Linked DNA regions of Arachis hypogaea: region 2 is linked to region 1. A link is a contact called in public Hi-C data. All regions are on one chromosome and are shown on one strand. Each heading gives the region's core, a stretch centred on a gene start, on an enhancer-like site or on the middle of the called end of the contact. The rest is flanking DNA. Distances are from core to core; before and after follow the strand shown. Region 1 holds the start of LOC140174303 (zinc finger BED domain-containing protein RICESLEEPER 3-like). Region 2 has its middle 12 kb from the start of LOC112702678.

Region 1 (3,262 bases), core at 199-2,698:
TATATGCATAGTGAAGGAGGTGAGAGTTGAACCCTCAACCTCCTTCATGTGTAGCAATTAACCACTAAACTAGTTACTTACTTTGATAATATATTGCATTTGTATATTTATGAAATTACCATAAAATAAAAATTAAACAAAAATAAAAATCATATATATAATTCAAGATTCAGAAATCACTCATTAGAAACCCTAAGACTAAGTGGGAGGCTGGTACTCTGGTAGCGCCGTTTCTTCCCAAGTTTCTTCCCAAGCCATAAGCCTCAGACCTCAGTACTCTATTGCCCCAACTCTCCCTCCTTGTTCCTCGTTCCTCCATTGCCACCACTCTTCTTCCTCCTCTGTGCTCTCCTCGCAATGCCGCTGATTCGTGACCTTCTCTCCTCTCTACGCTACTGCTTTGTTTTCTTCTTGGTATGTACTTTGCATTTGAATCTGTGAAAATTAGGACTTTACTAGTGGTGAATAATAAGTTTTTCATGCTAGAGTTTGATTAGATGATGTGATTGGTAGCTGTAGGGAAGTAGCTATACCAAAAATAAGAGAGAAAAAAAAAAGAAAAACCAAGTTCATGTAATTATTCGGTCCTACTATTACAGTTTATGCAATATCCATGTGTATATATATGCCTTTGCATTACACCATAATTATCTGTATTATTTAGTTTTATTCAATGCTTGTTGTGCCCAACTAGCTTAGTGTTGTTTTCTTGGAATGTAAATGCTTAAATTGATCAAATTTGTTGCTTTAGATTTACAGTTGATGTGAATGCAATATATATTGGAAAATTGTATTCTTAAATATTATACTAAAAAAGATTTAATTTTACGATGAGAAAAAAATAAGGCCCTCAAATAAGTTGGAGTCGGAACTTGGCAAAATTTTTCAATATGAAGTCAGGTCATAAAAGAAATTTCCAATTTTTATAAAAGGATATTGTTTTTTTAAGGACAGAAACTTGTAATTGAAAGAAAGAGCGAAAGTGGACTAGATAAATGGTAAATTTAGTTTGATAAATTTTATGTATAAAAATTGGATTCCTAAGTTTTTTATGTATAAATGATTTTTCTGAATCTTAATAATTTTTCAGCATGCTTGAATTTTTAATTCCTGCTTCTACCGCGAAAGCAGGACAACGCAAACAAAGGGGGGTAGCGCTGCCCACCTAACAGAAGGCGCGAAAGAAAAGCGAGCCGGGAATTCGGCATCATATCGGTTAGCTGAGCCGGCCTCAAGGAAGAACTTTGATCTTGCCTTTTTCCTACTTTCGAATTTTCGCCACTAGGTACTTCAAAAATGAAAGGGGTCTTCCTCCTCAAGTCGGTTATCCGTATCGGTGAAATGACTATATCCTTAACACATACACTTCGGTAGAGTTTTCCAACGCGAAATAGGCTAGCGCGGATCCCTCTCTCCAATTATTTATTTTACTATTGTGTAGGTAATAATGGATAGTACCAATATAGATGTAGTGGCTCAAGAACAACAAGAAGAAACTCCTATTGAAGAAACTGCTAATTTTGTTCCAGACGAGTCTGCCTCAGGTGAAAATAGCAACAAATCTTTATTGAAAAGTGTTTATTGGCAATACTTTAGTAGATATAAAGAGGGAAAAGAGTGGAAGGAAAAGTGCAACCATTGTAAGTCTGTTCTTGGTGCCAATCCAAGGAATGAGAGTACGAATTTGAAGAAACATGTGCTCCATTATTGTAAGAGAATAAAATTAGCAAATTCAAGATAATCAACAATTACCGAATCTCTTCAAAGACATGGAAAGAATAGTTCAGATTCTTTTATATTGATGCATCTCACACAAGAAAATTGATTGCCAAGTCCATTTGTATGCATGAGTATCCTTTGTCATATGTGGATCATGTTGCAACAAGAGAAGTGTTTGCTTCAATGCAACCAACGTTTAAGATGCCAAGCCGAAACACAATCAAGAAGGATATCTTGGAAATATACGAAGTGGAGAAGCTTAACATAAACAAGATGATGGATGTAAATGATAGTCGAGTGGCTATTACAACTGACATGTGGACTTCCAACCAGAAAAAAGGATACATGCTTGTTACAGCACACTACATTGATAATTCATGGAATTTACAAATGCGGGTATTTAGGTAATACCTTAAACTTTGCTTCTAGTATAAGATATGCTTTCTAATGCTTGATGTACTTGTGATTTTTTTTATCTGATATATTTATAATAATTTTCAACTTTACTTATGTTCCTGCTCCTCATTCAAGTGAAGTTCTCTCTAATGCATTAATGAAAGTTTTGTTGGAGTGGAACTTAGATAGAAAATTATCAACTATTACATTGGATAATTGTTCTACAAATGATACTATGATTGATGTATTGTTGGGATGTCTAGACTCAAATTATTTATTGTTAGGGGGTAAGTTATTGCATATGCGTTGCTGTGCTCATATTTTAAACCTAATTTTGAAGGATGGTTTCAATTTAGTTAAAGAAAGTATGGAGAAAATTCGTAATAGTGTGGTGTATTAGACTTCAACTCGTAAAAGACATGAAACTTTTGTGAGTTAGTGTAGTAAGTCAGGTGTTTCCTTTACCAAAAAATTATCTCTTGATTGTATAACTAGATGGAATTCCACTTATGTGATGTTAGAAACTACATGGTTGTACAGAGATGTCTTTGCTCGACTAAAACAAAAAGACTCCAATTATAAAAATGTGCCAAGTAATGAGGAATGGAAACTTGCAAAAGAAATTTGTGCTAAATTAAAACTTTTTTATGATGTGACTCAATTATTTTCTGGAACTCAAGTTCCAACTACCAACATTTACTTCAATAAAGTATGTGAGATACATGTTGGATTGGAAAAATGGGTTGTTTCTCCTAACCCAGTTATTAGTAGCATGGCATGTATGATGAAGAAAAAGTTTGATAAGTATTGGGAAGACATTCATGGCATTATGGGTGTTGCTGTAATTCTAGATCCTAGGTATAAGCTTGATGGGCTTGAATATAAGTTTGCTAGGGTATGTGAAGATTCTAATGAATGCACAAGGAAAGTTGAGAGAATCAAACAGGCATATTATGAGTTACTTCATGAATATCAAAAGAATACATCTAATTCAAGCAATATGTATGTGGAATCTACACAAGAGCTTAGGGTTAATGCAGGTGAATATGATGATGTTGGTTATCAATTGTATATTAGACAAAAGAAGAAGGAAAAAGGTTCATTTGTGAAGACGGAATTCGATCACTATGTGGAGAAAGATGTTCAT
Region 2 (3,262 bases), core at 261-2,760, 84 kb before region 1:
ATTCTTTCTTCCTGCCTAACCTAAAAGTATTAAATAAAAATATATGTTTTTTTATGTACATCATTTTCAATCGCCATGTAGCAGCACATGCAGAATCATGTGACTCGGTTGAAAAGGTCCAGTGATATGTCACTTTATACTGTTTATAAATTGGTGTTTTGACCTTGGAAAAGGTTGCTCTTTGATATTATCATATGCAAGCGTGTAGGTGTGTGTAGCTGAAAATGATTTAAACTTTAGGAAGTAAACATCACTTATGATATTTAGCTGCACCCAATATTCAAATTCAAGTTGAAAATAATAAATGCAAGTTAGCTAGATCTAGGGGGGAAGGATTTAAACCAAGAGAAAATAAAAAAAAAAAAGTTGTGGAAAGTGATGAATTAATGCATGTTTGGGAAAGAGAATTTTTTTTTTTTAAAATCATTTGTAACTCTAGCATTCTAGCTATTAGTAAAAATAAAAAATACAAAATCAAGGGCCGCTGTCTCTGAAAATATTAACACTTTTATTTAATAAATATGTTTCCAAATCACAATATGTGTTACTTATTTTAATTAAAATTGTTTAGTTTAGTATTTATGCAAAATGAAGTTCTAAAACCATATTGCTTCAGTTTAGAATAAATATCAATGTTGTTTCTGGTCATTTTTGTATTTTATTTATATCTCAAAGATTTAAAAATAACTAAATATTAATTCACCTAACTTAATAAAAAATTACTAATAAATACAGTGACATATTTAATGAATATTGTATATGACAAATCTTAAGTTGTTATTGTTGTAAGTAAATTTTAAAAATAGTTCAAAAATACAATTAAAAATAAAAAATTAATTTACAAAAGATTCTTGTTACATCATTGTTTTCATGTATCTATAAAAAAAAACTAGATTTTTTTCTACTAAATTACAAAAACTAATTTTGCATTTGAGAAAATATTTATCTTCTATTATTAGTATTTTTTAGGGGTTAAAAATAACAATTATATTTAATCACTTTTTAAATAGGTAGAACACAAATAAAATAAAATGTTTAATTCAAAGTTTAGGACAAAAATAATATATTATCCCAATAATAAACATAATTTTTTTTTGGGTTTTGGTTATGATAATGGAAATGAATCCTCTCTATTTTTTTGTCATTGAAGAGAATAAAGTATAATTTTTTATTTTTAATTTTACAAGTAAGACTAAAAATAAATGAGAGAAAAAATATAATAAAGGATAAAATTTTTCAATGGATACCATCCAACTAGAGAAAATTCACTCCCCATGATAATAAACTTATTCTTGAATGCTTTGGTGGTGTTCAGAACTGGTCTGTTCGCTAGCATCAGGTTCTTTAGTGGAATAGGATTCGCTTGCAGGCTCAGTGGATTTCTGCCATTACACTTTTATGTTTTTTGCTTTTTGTTTTCTAATTTGTTTTTTCCTTTTTCGTGGTTGGGGTCATTAGACTTATTCAGAAGGACTATTCTTTAACCGGGTCACCCAATTTTTTTCCCTGTATTTTTCGTTTCAGGCCCAACTAGCACACATTCAGCGGAACAAAATAAATGTTGCACTGTATAAGTATACAAAAAAAAAAATGTTGCACAACTATATATTGATTAAGTAGTTAATTCATTTCTCTGCTATAGTAAATGTTATTAGAATTAAAATCTCATATTGTATATATAATAATTTATTAGCCAACAGCAATTTTAAAATAGAACTTAAATCCGCAGCAGACTAATCATTAACCTATGAAAAAGTATATAGAACCAAAATGTTACCAGCTAAAAACTAAACAAAACCACATTAATTTATATTAATAATTAATTTTAAATTTTTTAAATTCAAAATTTAAAAAATTAAAAATTGATTAACTAAACCTAATTAAAACCTATAAAAACCTTCTTTTTCTCTTTTACATTAATCTACTCACCTCTAAAAATCAATTTCTCTCTCACCGTCAGGCCCTCTCCGCCTCCCCACCGCAACCCACTCTTCCGATCGCTTCCACTTCTAGTCGGAATTGTCTTTACTAGATCGGAAGCTTGTGAACCTTATGTTCGGACTCGGGTTCGAGTCTCAGAATTTCCGCGCGTCAGCGCACGTGACTTCCCCTCGGAGCCGGCGTCAACAGCGACAAGAACAGGCGCGTCAAGATCGAGTAACTCCGGCATAAGCCTGAGGCCGATTGTGCTATCTAAGAAGGCGACAGAGGTCATCAATGATGAGCTGGTTTATCCGAGGCCATTAAGTTTTGACTTTGAGCATCCAACATGCACTGAAGAGGATGTCAAGGAACTCATATGGAGAGAATCTGTCAAGTTCAATCCAGATCCACCTTCTCACTAATTGATTTCTGTTACCACATAAATACCATCATCATCCTATGTAGATGATTTGCTAGGGACAACAAACTTCTCTTCCTTTGTAATCTTAGACTTAAATGTCACCAACCAGGTTATAAACAAAATTTCTCGTGGATGTTACAAGCATTTAAACAAAAATATAAAAAAATATTCATTTAATATGAAAAAAACATCCTAATACTTAACAAAAGAAATATTTAATTATATTTTAGCAAAAATAATTAAATATCTATAAAATTTAAAAAAAATATGAAATTTTTAAAGAAATAGAGACATTCACATTTGCAATACAAAAAAATTCGAAAAATATATAAAAGAACATCTATTTAGTATGAAAAGAAACATTCTGATACTTAGCAGAAGAAACATCTATATATATTAATTCGTAAAAATTTTGGATTCACCAAAAATATTTTGGCTAATTTTTGGCTAATATCCTTTTGGTTCCTTAGCATTGCTCTTAACCTATTAAAGAGAGGAGATTATGAACAACAACAAAATAATTCTTGCACTTCAATAGTAAAATAATAATTAAAAAAATTGCTGCACTTTTACCGGTTTGCATGGGTTCTCCTAATACCTTAAGGTATCTTTGAATGCGATTTTTTGTTTGTTACGTATCAGATCAAGATCTGTGCATGGGTGAAAGATTTTTGTTTGCTAAAATTTTTCTATTCGATTCTGTTTATAAAAAAGATTCTATTGTAATTTTATTAAAAAAACATACGATATATATTGATTCAAAAAAAAAAAAAGACTTCATATGATAAAATTCAACATTTACTATACCAAAATATCATAGTTTGAGTAATTTGTTTAAAAAGAAGCATGGTTTGAAGATGGTGCGGCTGACTTGAAACAAACTTTTTTAAACTAAAATATTAGTCGCGTATTTAAATT

The links. A called contact is a pair of places that touch in the nucleus more often than the background predicts.
Region 2: a contact with region 1 is called in a Hi-C map of leaf, with 2.7 times the contacts expected there. The contact joins the enhancer-like site here to the promoter of LOC140174303 in region 1. A contact is called at or near these places in 2 of 8 Hi-C or Micro-C datasets (both in leaf).

What each region holds. Positions count from the first base shown.
Region 1 is chr7:17,329,793-17,333,054 of arahy.Tifrunner.gnm2.J5K5, reverse strand. It overlaps LOC140174303 (zinc finger BED domain-containing protein RICESLEEPER 3-like), which reads left to right and starts at 1,448. Exons shown (of 3, transcript XM_072198730.1): 1 at 1,448-1,544; 2 at 1,892-2,123; 3 at 2,656-3,262. The coding sequence starts at 1,448.
Region 2 is chr7:17,414,124-17,417,385 of arahy.Tifrunner.gnm2.J5K5, reverse strand. No RefSeq gene overlaps it. Among protein-coding and RNA genes, the nearest start is that of LOC112702678, 12 kb to the left of the region's middle. Within about 2 kb of position 1,510, at least 3 of the 3 cell types and tissues checked have open chromatin away from gene starts, as enhancers often do.